3 separate regions of the Pan troglodytes genome follow, and regions 1 and 3 are each linked to region 2. The links are chromatin contacts, called in public Hi-C and HiChIP or PLAC-seq maps. All regions are on one chromosome and are shown on one strand. Each heading gives the region's core, a stretch centred on a gene start, on an enhancer-like site or on the middle of the called end of the contact. The rest is flanking DNA. Distances are from core to core; before and after follow the strand shown.

What was found. Hi-C and Micro-C count contacts between places; a contact is called where the count stands out from the background. HiChIP or PLAC-seq counts read pairs in DNA pulled down with a chosen protein or histone mark.
Region 1: an H3K4me3 HiChIP or PLAC-seq map of stem cell-derived excitatory neurons shows a contact between it and region 2, with 2.0 times the contacts expected there. The contact joins the promoter of OLFM2 here to the promoter of EIF3G in region 2. A contact is called at or near these places in 3 of 7 Hi-C or Micro-C datasets (blood, induced pluripotent stem cells and stem cell-derived neural progenitor cells) and 1 of 1 datasets of contacts at active chromatin or transcription factors (stem cell-derived excitatory neurons).
Region 3: a contact with region 2 is called in a Hi-C map of stem cell-derived neural progenitor cells, with 4 times the contacts expected there. The contact joins the promoter of MRPL4 here to the promoter of EIF3G in region 2. A contact is called at or near these places in 2 of 7 Hi-C or Micro-C datasets (blood and stem cell-derived neural progenitor cells) and 1 of 1 datasets of contacts at active chromatin or transcription factors (stem cell-derived excitatory neurons).

What each region holds. Positions count from the first base shown.
Region 1 is chr20:12,663,587-12,667,943 of NHGRI_mPanTro3-v2.0_pri, forward strand. It overlaps OLFM2 (olfactomedin 2), which reads right to left and starts at 1,318. Exons shown (of 6, transcript XM_003316100.5): 1 at 1,106-1,318. The coding sequence starts at 1,168.
Region 2 is chr20:12,842,457-12,846,748 of NHGRI_mPanTro3-v2.0_pri, forward strand. EIF3G (eukaryotic translation initiation factor 3 subunit G) reads right to left here and starts at 2,149. Exons shown (of 11, transcript XM_001162705.6): 1 at 2,013-2,149; 2 at 1,827-1,873; 3 at 1,256-1,339; 4 at 1,057-1,145; 5 at 857-916. The coding sequence starts at 2,032.
Region 3 is chr20:12,974,826-12,979,030 of NHGRI_mPanTro3-v2.0_pri, forward strand. It overlaps MRPL4 (mitochondrial ribosomal protein L4), which reads left to right and starts at 2,347. Exons shown (of 9, transcript XM_001164062.7): 1 at 2,347-2,740; 2 at 2,827-2,893; 3 at 2,981-3,131. The coding sequence starts at 2,684.

The DNA.
Region 1 (4,357 bases), core at 68-2,567, 180 kb before region 2:
CTGTGCTGTGTGATTGAAACAGCACCTCTCAAATTAGCACGTAATGAATGATCACTGTTATCATAATGACTATTTTATTATTTTTGATCCCAGCTCCCCTGTGAACTCCTACAGATCTGAGAACTTGGGGGTGCTCTCACTTCCAAGATGGAGGAGGAGAGGGGCTTTCCAATAGCAAAAGAGAGCGTGGACGCCCCACATTTTGCAAGCCTCCCTGAGCCTGCCCAAGAGAAAGGTGCCATGGGGAGGGAGACCTGCTTCTGTAAGGGTATGAATGGCGTGTGCGGTTGTGAGCAAGGCACCAAGACACACACACACACGTGCATGGATGGACACGTTTGCACACACACACACACCCTTTTAGAGTGATTTACCCAAAGGTACAGAATAGCACACGCTCACTCCAAGGCTCTCACACGGCCACACACCTGGCCACACACGTATTGTACAACACCCAGTCATCTGGAGCCAGTAATGAGGACACGGTCACACACAGACTCTGTCTCACGTACTGATCACACCCCAACTCAGGCACTAGTTGGACAAGCCCCCCAACCGCCACACACACAAACTCCCCCCGGTCACACCCAACCACGACACAAAGACACACACGTTTACCCTGCACCCCCACAGCATTTCACACGCGTCCCCGTCAGTCACTCTCACGTGAGTCCCGTCCCCTGCCCCACACTGGGGGCTGCAGGCGAGGAGTGGGGGGCTTCAGAAACTGGGCATCTCGGCCCCGAAGAGGAAGTCAAGGGTAAGCAACCGCCCCCCTCCAATGCCCCCTGAAGTTTCCCTCCCAACCCCATTCAGCTCCAGCGAGATGGCGGGGTGGGGGCTCGGGGCCATGGAGGGGTTGAGAATCCCAAAGACGCCACCCCCCAAACCAGCCCAGCTTGAGGCTGGATTTGAAGCCCCCCTTGTCCTCTCCCAAGCCAGAGAGTGCACGTCCCGGCCCCTCCCCCGCTGCGACCCCCGCCCCTCGCCGCCCTGCAGCTGGGGGGGCTTGTGGAGCCTCCCAACCCCGTTTCTCCGGGAACCCTCCGCGCCCCCCTCCTCTCCCGGAGCCACCCGCGCCCGCACCTGCCCGCCGGGCCCCTACCTGTCCGGCCAGGCCTGAGCACAGCAGCAGCAGCAGCGGCGGCGGGACCGTGAGCGGCCACATGACGCGCCCCCAGCCCGGCGTCCCGACCCCCGCCCGCCCTAGCGGCGCCTCGGCGCGGGGACCGCCACCAGGCGCGACCCCGCCCGCCCGGCCGGGGCGACCCTGCGCCGCCGCCTCCCCCGCCTCGCCGGCGGCCGGGATTCCGCCCCACCCCCGCCCCCTCGCTCGCTCCGAGTCTTTGTTGCGGGCTCCGCCCCCCGCCCCGCCCCCAGCTCCTCTTCTGGAGCAGCTCGAGCAGGGTCGGGTGGGGGGGTGAGGGGCGGGGAAGTGGGGGAGCCAGCCCCGGCGAGGGGACCTGAGGACAGGACTTGGCAGCGCCCCCCAACCCCCAGGCCATTCCGGGAGCGGGTCGCGGAGGTGGGGGGAGGGGTGCCCGTCACGTGTTTGTAAATTTCACCCTCCGGGGGCATTTCCCACGTTGCAGGTGGGACGGGGACGAATGGTTGGGGGAGAGGAATAGGAGGAAGGCCTGGTAGCAGAGAAGGGAAATGATGAACGCCCCCTCCCTAAAAACTCAACAGTCAACAGGGAAACTGAGGCAGAATCTGAAATTGGAAGTTGGAGGAGGGGTCAATGCCAGGACAAGAGGGGTGAGGCATAGATGGAGACGGGGAATAAGAGGAAAAAATTGAGGTTGGGGGGACAGGAGACCGAGAATCAGGCAAGAGGCCAATGGAAATGGCCACGTGGGTGGGCTTGGCCTCAAAAAGGGGCGTCTCGTTTTCACTCTCCCCGGGCGCCCCATTTCCCCACCAGTCCTCCCGCTGGAAGCCTCCCCGCCTCCGCCACACCTGGAAGACTTTCTCTTCGCTCCTGTTTCAATAGCCCAAGATGAAAGACCACATCCCCCGAGAGAATCAAAATATTAACACCGCCTCCACGCGAAGCCATTTGCATATGAAGGGCGTCCTTGTCTAGCCTCTCTTTCGGGAGGCTTTCCAGCCTTTCTCTGCCTCTCACTCCTCCAAAAGTGTCCCTAGGCCGGGCGCGGTGGCTCACGCCTGTAATCCCAGCAATTTGGGAGGCTGAGGAGGGTGGATCATCTGAGGTCAGGAGTTCAAGACCAGCCTGGCCAATATGGCAAAACCCCACCTCTACTAAAACATACAAAAATTAGCCGGGCGTGGTGGTGCATGCCTGGAATCCCAGCTACTCGGGAGGCTGAGACAGGAGAATCGCTTGAACCTGGGAGGCAGAGGTTGCAGTGAGCAGAGATCGTGCCATTGCACTCCAGCCTGGGCAACAGGAGCAAAACTTGTCTCAAAAAAAAAAAAAAAAAAAAAAAGTGTCCCTAGTCGTCTTTCCTCCCCACAGCCCCTCTAGGGATTCGGATATATGTAGGCAGAGGTGGAGGAGGGGGGCGGGCAAATAAGTCAGACTAGAAAGAAATCGGGCATAAAATATGCGAGGCCAGGAAGCCTGGCATTTTTGTGACCCTGATACTGTTGGGCTAGGAGGGGTCTCCCCAGACGCTGGTGGGGCCTCGACCCCAGCTGGTGTCCAGGCTCTTAACACCGTCGCAAGAATGAATTCAAGGAGGAATCAGAAAATCATGAAAAGTTCGGAGATTTTTTTGTTAAGGGAAAAGTCCACACTTGAGAAAAGGGAGTGGGCGTACTTAAGAGAGAGAGATGGGCAAGGTGGTTTGGGACTGCTACCTTTATGTGTCTCTTTTTTTTTTTTTTTGAGACAAAGTCTCGCTCTGTCACCCAGGCTGGAGTGCAGTGGTGTGATCTCGGCTCACTGCAACCTCTGCCTCCCGGGTTCAAGCAATTCTCCTGCCTCAGCCTCCTGAGTAGCTGGGATTACAGGTGTGCGCCATCACAGCCGGCTAATTTTTTGTGTTTTTAGTAGAGACGGGGTTTCACCATATTGGCCAGGCTGGTCTCAAACTCCTGACCTCGTGATCCACCCGCCTTGGCCTCCCAAAGTGCTGAGATTACAGGCGTGAGCCACCACAACAGGCCACTGTGTATCTCTTTAACCAAGGGACGGAATATTCATGAAAACTGGAAAAAGGTGGACTGTGGTGCCACCCATTTTTACACCAAATTTGGGTGTCCCTGGAACTGTCAAGGGCGCTGGTGGGTGGGTAATTTTAGTATTTTAATGAGTGCATAATGAGATCCTAGGTGAAACCTAGGTAGAATGTAACACCATGTTGGGTCCAGTAGGTCTTAGCCAGCTTGGTCCACACCCTGGTTTTCAGGATCTTATCAGCCCGTAGCCTCTAGTCATGTGAAACGGCTGCCTGTGACCACCCTGGATCATTCCTGTCTCAACCCTACTGGGGATAAAACATGTCGATGATGTTTTTGTCAGGTCAATGAGAAAGAGCTTGGTGACCCACAGATCTGGGTTCAACCCTGGTGCTGCCACTTCTTGGCCATGTGACCTTAGGGGAAAAGCTTTCCCCCTCTTAGAAGACCTGTTTTTTGCAGTTATTGGGAGACATCTGTGACTCTAAGCAAAGAGAGCACCTAGCTAGCACTCACTCCCCAGCACGCCTTGCAACAACCAACCATGCACTGGGTTGAGGACACTCATCATAGGATGTGGACACAAAATAGAGTCTGAGCCTGCGAAGACATCCCGTTTATTCTTCTTTTTTTTTTTTTTTTTTTTGAGATGGAGTCTCACACTGTCACACCCAGGCTGGAGTGCAGTGGCTTGATCTCGGCTTACAACCTCTGCCTTCCGGGTTCAAGGGATTCTCCCGCCTCGGCCTTCCAAGTAGCTGGGATTACAGGCGCCTGCCACAAGGCCTGTCTAATTTTTCATATTTTTAGTAGAGATGGGGTTTCACCATATTGGCCAGGCTGGTCATGAACTCTCGACCTCAGGTGATCCACCTGCCTCAGCCTCCCAAAGTGCTGGAATTACAGGCATGAGCCACCGCACCCATCCTATTCTTCTATCTCCTTTTCCCAAATGGGAGACGGTCCTTTGTGGGCCCTTCAGTCCAAGCCTGCAGTTGGCGTTGCATAAAAGGAGGACATTGGTTGGTAGGACCCACAAGCTCTTGACCAAGAGTGGGTCTCACGGTCAAGAGTCAGCACTCTTGACTCATGAATGCTGCATTTCAGGACCATGAACACTGTCCTCCTTGGGCTCTGGTCACTGAGATGATCACAGTTACAACTAAGCTACAGCCTGTGTTATATGGTTGGAATTTGGTCGATATGCACT
Region 2 (4,292 bases), core at 899-3,398:
CAGCACTTTGAGAGGCGAAGGTGGGAGGATCTCTCAAGCCCAGGAGCTGGAGACCAGCCTGGGCAACATAGTGAAACCCCATCTCTACAAACAATTAAAATTAGCCGGTGTGGCAGTGCACACCTGTAATCTCAGCTACTCAGGAGGGTGGGGTGGGAGGATGGCTTGAGCCTGGGAGTTCGAGGCTGCAGTAAGCTATGATCGTGCCACTGTACTCCAGCCTGGGCAACAGAACTGGACACTGTGTCTTTAAAAAAATTAAAAGAATCTAATTTTTATTCGATATTTACAATCGATGTTGATATTTATTAATATAATTTGATATCTATCATCAAACTTTGATTAGATATTTATCATTTATTTAGTTGCTATTTATCGACTGCTGTGCCTTGGACTTTTCAGGGCCCCAAGACAGTGCAAGCACCCCAGGCCTCAGTTCAGCTTCAACAAAATAGGTACAAAGAGGTAAGCCCGGCCGGGTGCGATGGCTCACACCTGTAATCCCAACGCTTTGGGAGGCCTAGGTGTGCAGATCATGTGAGGTCAGGAGTTCGAGACCAGCCTGGCCAACATGGCAAAACCCTGTCTCTACTAAAAGTACAAAAATTAGCTGGGCGTGGTGGCACATGCCTGTAACCCCAGCTACTCAGGAGGCTGAGGCAGGAGAATCACTTGAACCCAGGAGGCGGAGGTTGCAGTGAGTTGAGATCATGCCACTGCACTTCAGCCTGGGGGACAGAGCAACACTCTGTCTCAAAAAAAAAACAAAAAGAGTTAAGCCCCATCTCTAAACACAAACTCCGGGAGCACGGTTTTCCAATTCCTCTAGGTTAGCCCTGGGGAAGAAGAGCCTCACCTTCCTCCTTGCGACAGCCTTTGAAGCCTTCCGGGTCTCAATCCTGAAGGTGCGGACAATCTGAGGATGGGAGGGGAGAAGGGTCAGGCTCCTGGGACCAAGGGATCTCCTTTATCAACCTCCTCAACACACCCCACCCCATTCCGGTCTATGGGCCCCCAAGCACAAGGGTCCCCACTCCCTGCACCCCCCACCCTCACCTTGAACTTCTTGCCATCCTCATCTATCTTGTACTCTGTCACTGTCTTTATGTTTCCGTTGATGACCTCCTTGGGAGGCGGCAGTGGAGCTGGCAGAAGGGGAAAAACAGAGAAGGACTGAGCCCTGGGTCATGGGGATCAGGAGCGGCAGGGCTGGAGGGAGAGGCAGCCCGGACACCGAGTGGCAGTCCTCACTCACCTCCCGGCAGTAGCTCTGGTTCTGGGCTGGTGTCACCTGTGGCCAGAGGGATCCCCTTGAGGAGCTCGCTGGTGACACATTTGTCTGCAAAAGGCAGCGTAGGGAGGAGGAGTCAGCTCCAGGGGCAGGAGCTCCCCAGCTGCGATGGAAGGGCTTTTGGGATGACGCCTACAGCAAAAGCGGAGAAAGGCAGGCCAAGGGCAGAGGGCTGGCCAGGCAACGCACTGGGATGGCCCTGTGGGGACTCGGAGTGGCAAGGATGGGGGATCCCTCGTAGGAAGGTGGGTGCCAGGCCATGAAGCCAACCAGGCGCCAGTAGAGAAACAGGAGACGGGAGATTACAACTTCCTCCCTGGAGGGGAACAGCTGGGAGGCAGTGGCATGGGAGGAAGAGGGACCCGCCGGGGAACACCTGGAGTTGGCAACAGGCAGGTCCCAAGGAGGATGGCGCGGGGCAGGGGTACACGTGCCGTGACGTGGGTACACGGTGCCAGACTGGGAGATGGAAGCAGGCGGCAGTCACACGGCTTGGGCCTGGCCGCGAATACCCTGGACGACCGTGTACACTTACCGTCCTCCCCCTCCTCCTCCACCTGGTCGGCCCAACTGGGCTTCGAACTGCGGAAACAAATGTGTGGGGAACGAAGATTAAGTCAGCCAGGCCCGGCTCCCGCAGCCTCGGCGCACCCAGGCCCCATAATACTTCCCAGAGCACCCCAACCGCTTCCCGTGCCCCTTTCCGCGATCGCCGACTCACTCAAAGTCTCCAGTAGGCATCGCAAAATGTATTCTCCACGCAGCCCAAGCCCGGCCAGAGAGCGGAAGCGGGCGAAAACGAGACTTCCGGTGCCGCCGTCGCCGCCTAGAGGGGCCCAGCCGCGGCACCCACAGCGACACCTGCGGACGGAGGTGGAGGCGCACGCGGCTGTGTATGCTACTGGGCGCTGCTGGTACCAGAGTAGGGCCAGCGGGGCAGAGGCTGATTTCAGGGCTGGTCCTATTAACCTTTAAAATTAAAATAGGCCAGGCGAGGTGGCTCAAGCCTGTAATCCTCGCACTTTGGGAGGTCGAGGCGGGCGGATCACCTGAGGTAAGGAGTTCGAGACAAGCTTGGCCAACGTGGCGAAACCCCGCCACTACTAAAAACACAAAAATTAGCTGGGAGTGGTAGTGCGTGCCTGCAGTTCCAGCTACTCGGGAGGCTGAGGCAGGAGAATCGCTTGAATCCGGGAGGCGGAGGTTGCAGTGAGCCGAGATCGCGCCACTGCACTCCAGCCTGGCGACAGAGCGAGACACTGTCTCAAAAAAAAAAAAAAAAAAAAAAAATTAGCCAGGCGTGGTGGTGGGCACCTGTAATCCCAGCTACTCAGGAGGCTGAGGCGGGAGAATCGCTTGAACCCAGGAGGCGGAGGCTGCAGTGAGCCGAGATTGCACCACTGCACTCCAGCCTGGGGCTGCAGAGTGAGACTCCGTCTCAGAAAAATAAGTAAAATTAAAATAAATAATAATAATCATAAAGCTCACTTATTGAGTGCTTATTGTATATGAAGCATGGTGAGGAGGATATTACTTCCATTTTACAGCTGAAGAAACTGAGGCTCAGACTGGGTGCAGTGGCGCCTGCCTGTAATCCCGCACTTTGGGAGACCCAGGCGTGGGGATGGCTTGAGGCCAGGAGTTTGAGACAAGCCTGGGCAACATAGTGAGACCCCTGTCTCTAAAAAAGAAAAAAAAAAAGAAAGAAAAAAGAAACCAAAGTTCGGGGAAAACAATCCTTTTGCTTAAACTGTTCCTTGTCTTCTTTCCCGATCCCAATGATTCAGATGCCAAGTGGCCTCCCCTCAGCCACTCCCTCTTCTTTTCTTTGTAGCATTCTTGGCTTTCCGGTATAATTTTGTGCATTTACTTGTTTATTGCTCAGCTCCTTGCTCTAAGCACAACCGTCCTCAGTCGAAGTGATTCATGATGACTCCCCAGGAGAAAAAACTGGTCCTCAGGGAGGAAAAAAATCTTAGATATTGTGGTCTTCCAAAGCCAGCTCTATCAGACAGCATTTATCCCTAAGTATTTAGTTTCTGCCTTTAGGGAGATATTAAATGTAATTAAATTGAAATTAATTTAGTTGATGTAAATTCAATTTTAGGATAATTCGGGTTTTCTCCTAAGAAGGGTGATAATGAACAAAAAACGTTTGACAATGCCGGACGCAGTGGCTCACGCCTGTAATCCCAGCACTTTGAGAGGCCAAGATGGGCAGATCTCTTGAAGTCAGGAGTTCGAGACCAGCCTGGGCAATATGGAGAAACCCCGTCTTTACTAAAAATACAAAAATTAGCTGGGTGTGGTGGCCCGCGCCTGTAATCCCAGAACTTTGGGAGACTGAGGCAGAAGGATCACTTCAGCCTTGGAGTTCGACCAGCCTGGGCAACACATAGTGAGACCCCCCATCTCTAAAAAACAACTTTTTTTTTTTTTTTTTTTTTGAGATGGAGTCTCACTCTGTCGCCCAGGCTGGAGTGCAGCGGCGCAATCTCGGCTCACTGCAACCTCTGCCTTCCAGGTTCTAGTGATTCTCCTGCCTCAGCCTCCCGAGTAGCTGGCATTACAGACGACCACCACCACGCCGTGCTAATTTTTGTGTTTTTAGTAGACAGTTTAGTAGAGATGGGGGCCCACCTCGGCCTCCCAAGGTGCTGGGATTACAGGTGTGAGCCACTGCGCCCGGCCCTTAAAAAAATTTTTTTTTTTTTAATCAGCTGGGCATAGTTCTGTGTGCCTGTAGTCCCAGATACTCAGGAGGCTGAGGTGGGAGAATAGCTTCAGCCCAGGAGGTTGAGCCATGATCATGCGACTGTACTTCAGCCTGGGTAACAGAGAGAGACCCTGTCTCAAAAACACACACGCACGCACACACACATGCAACAAAACAAAAAATAACTTGTAAGGGAGAATGCCCTGAGAAAAATAAATAAGAAGACAGGAAAAAAAAGTTTATGCTTTTTTATCCTCTGAGGTGTGAGTGAGGAGGACACTCAAG
Region 3 (4,205 bases), core at 1,097-3,596, 130 kb after region 2:
TTTTTTTTTTTTTTTTGAGACAGGATCTTAGTCTGTCACCCAGGCTGGAGTACAGTGGCGTGAACATGGCTCACTGCAGCCTCAATCTCTTCGGTTCAGGTGATCCTTCTGCCTTAGCCTCCCCATTAGCTGGGACCACAGGCATATACCATCACACCTAGCTAATTTTTAAATTTTTGGTAGAGGCCAGGCGCGGTGGCTCACGCCTGTAATCCCAGCACTTTGGGAGGCCGAGTCGGGTGGATCACCTGAGGTCGGGAGTTCGAGACCAGCCTGGCCAAAATGGTGAAACCCTGTCTCTACTAAAAATAAAAAATAAAAATAAAAATAAAAATAAAAATTAGCTGGGCGTAGTGGCGGGCGCCTGTAATCCCAGCTACTCGGGAGGCTGAGGCAGGAGAATCGCTTGAACCCGGGAGGCGGAGGTTGCAGTGAACCAAGATCGCGCTACTGCACTCCAGCCTGGGCAACAGAGTGAGATTCTGTCTCAAAAAAAAAAGAATAATAATGCTATTTATTGACTTTTCACCTTGTACCAGGCATGGGAAGCTTTGCCTCCATTACGTCACTGAAATCTCATAACCTCCTTTTCCAGCAGAGGAAAATGAGGTTGGTTCACAGACCACGTTGTCAGCTGTGCTCTGTCCAGAACGCACTGGCCTCCAAGTAGACAGCCCTGGACTGGTAGGGAAGCCGGCTATGATCCGGTGGCGCCCCCTGGAGGTCTATCGGGAACATGGTAAAGAACCTAAAAATGGGTGGGCCACAGTAGCTCATGCCTGTAATCCCAGCATTTTGGGGGACCAATGCGGGAGAATTGCTTGAGCCCAGGAGTTCAAGACCAGCCTGGGCAACATTGGGAGACCCACCCCCCGCCATCTCTACAAAAAAAAAAAAAAAATTAGGCCGGGCGCGGTGGCTCAGGCCTGTAATCCCAGCACTTTGGGAGGCCGAGGCGGGTGGATCACCTGAGGTCAGGAGTTCAAGACCAGCCTGGCCAACGTGGTGCCACACTGTCTCTAATAAAAACACGAAAATTAGGGCCGGGCTCGGTGGCTCACGCCTGTAATCCCAGCACTTTGGGAAGCCGAGGCGGGCGGATCACGAGGTCAGGAGATTGAGACCATCCTGGCTAACACGGTGAAACCCCCTCTCTACTAAAAATACAAAAAGTTAGCCGCGCGTGGTGGCGGGCGCCTGTAGTCCCAGCTACTCGGTAAGCTGAGGCAGGGAATCGCTTGAACCCGGGAGGCCGAGATGTGCGATCTCGCACCACTGCACTCCGGCCTGGGCGACAGAGCGATACTCCATCTCAAAATACAAATACAAAATAAAAAAATACAATACAAAAATGAGCCGGGCTTGCGCACCTGTAGACCAGCTACTCAGGAGACAGAGGCAGGAGAATCCCTTGAGCTCTGGAGGTCGAGGCTGCAGTAAGCCATGATCTTGCCCATTGCACTCCAGCCTGGGCGACAGAGGAAGACCTTGTCTCTAAAAACCAAAACAAAGAAACTAAAAATAAGCATTCGGATTTGTTAGGGGGCGACAAGGGAGGCAGTCCAGGATCTGTGGACTCCCCACTTTGTTCTGTCCTTGGAGAGCCCTGGAAGGTCTGAGAGGGGACGGGACCTGGTTTAAAGGGGTAGGGGAGAGGACCCTGGTCTAGGGGGTAAGGGACACAAATACCTAATCTGAGGGGTTTCGGGGGGACATGGCCCTGCCCTGGGGAATCTAAACTGGGAGGCATGGTCTGGCAGGCCCAATCCTGAAGGCTTTCTGAGGGCAATAAGGCCCTGCCTTTAAACAAATGAAAAAACGCCAGGCACGGTGGCTCACGCCTGTAATCCCAGCACTTTGGAAGGCTGAGGCGGGCGGATCACGAGGTCAGGAGATCGAGACCATCCTGGCTAACGCGGTGATACCCGTCTCTACTAAAAATACAAAAAATTAGCCAGGCGTGGTGGCGGGCGCCTGCAGTCCCAGCTACTCGGGAGGCTGAGGCAGGAGAATGGCGTGAACCTAGTAGGCGGAGCTTGCAGTGAGCCGAGATCGCGCCACTGCACTCCAGCCTGGGCAACAGAGCAAGACTCCGTCTCAAAAAACAACAACAACAACAACAACAACAACAAAACAAATAAAAAAACAAAACCACATAACTGGATAAAGAAAAAACCATCTCCGACAGCCTTGGAGGCGGGATGAAGGCGTGGCCCGGTGGGCGTGACCAACAGCAAAAGTTTAAGCGTTATTGGCTGTATTCCTTAGTTGCTCGCTCCAGAACTGCCCACTTATGGGCGGGGGTCACTCCTTCAGGCTTAACAGTCATTGGCTGAATTGGGCCAGAGAGGTCTCATTGGCTGAATTCCTGCACCGGCTCGTCGGAGGCGGGACCCAAAGTATGCTAGGCCTACGGAAGCTGGGTCTTCTTGCTGTGAGGTCGCGTTCCCCAGTGTTACGGAGGGTCCTTGAGGCAGGAGTGAAAATTGGATCTGGGGGTTAGTCCTGGGGTGGAGGTCTGGGCACGCCGGGTCGGACCCCCTCCATCTTCGGTTTTGCACACCCCGCTTTCCAGCGCGGAGTCGCGGCGGGTAGGGCGGCGTCGCGTGCGTGACGTCATCCAGCGGCGCCTCGCGAGGCTCCAGTGGCCTTGACCTCCCGCGGCGTGGGAGGCTGCGCGGCGATGCTGCAGTTGGTCCGGGCCGGGGCGCGGGCCTGGCTTCGGCCTACCGGCTGCCAGGTGAGGCCAGGGGCTGGAGGCGTGGTCGAAGGATGAAATTTGGGGGTGTCCAGGGGTCGTCTCTCACTTTCGCCCAACCCTTGCAGGGCCTGAGTTCCCTGGCGGAAGAGGCAGCGCGTGCGACCGAGAACCCGGAGCAGGTGGCGAGCGAGGGTAAGGCAACCGGGGTGGCTCCAGGAAGGGCGGCGACAGAGAGGTCTGACCCTTGACCCTAACCTCTGACCCCCGCAATCGCTCCAGGTCTCCCGGAGCCCGTGCTGCGCAAAGTCGAGCTCCCGGTACCCACTCATCGACGCCCAGTGCAGGCCTGGGTCGAGTCCTTGCGGGGCTTCGAGCAGGAGCGCGTGGGCCTGGCCGACCTGCACCCCGATGTTTTCGCCACCGCGCCCAGGTGAGCGAGGGCTGTAATGGTGAACTGAGTGGCAGAGGGATGAAGAGCGGGATTTCAGGAGTCACGATGACTTTGGGCTTGTACCCTTGGGAAAGTGCTGAATTTCTACAGCCTCCGTTTCTCCACCTGTCAAAGGGGAACGATGACAAAACTGTAGCGCTGTGTGAGATTGAAGCCTGAGAGGTGACATCATCTAAGGGTTAGGGAGACAGAATTCTGGAGCCCGACTGATTAGGTTCAAATCCTGCCTTCCCCTCTTGTCCCTCAGTGTCCCTATTTTGTCAGCGGTCGGGAGGTTGCTGTCATGAATAAATGACTTAATTCTGGCACATAATAAGTTCTATAGAAATGTTGATAATCTTTGTTAACTGGTTTTTGCAAATAAGAGCACTAAAAAGACTAAACCATTCCTCGGTGCCTGGAAGAGGCTGTTTGCATTTTAGTTACCCTGCTGTTCATAACATCTCTAAGAAAATGTAGGGGCCACCCTGGGCGCAGTGGCTCACGCCTGTAATCCCAGCACTTTGGGAGGCCAAGGCGGGCGGATCACGAGGTCAGGAGATCGAGACCATCCTGGCTAACATGGTGAAACCCCGTCTCTACTAAAAATACAAAAAAAAAAAAATTAGCCGCGCGTGGTGGCGGGCGTCTGTAGTCCCAGGTACTCTGGAGGCTGAGGCAAGAGAATGGCGTGAACCCGGGAGGCGGAGCTTGCAGTGAGCCGAGATCGCGCCACTGCACTCCATCCTGGGCAACACTCTGTCTCAAAAAAAAAAAAAAAAAAAAGAAAGAAAAGAAAATGTAGGGGCCAGTTACTGTGGCTCACATCTGTAATCCCAGCACATTGGGAGGCCGAGGTGGGCGGATCACTTGAAACCAGGAGTTGCAGACCAGCCTGGCCAACATGGTGAAACCCCGTCTCTACTAAAAATACAAAAATTAGCCGGACGTCTTAGTGCAAGCCTGTAGTCCCAGCTACTCAGGAGGCTGAGGCATGAGAATCGCTTGCACCTGGGGAGATGGAGGTTGCAGTGAGCCGTGATTATACTACTGCACTCCAGCCTGGGCGACAGA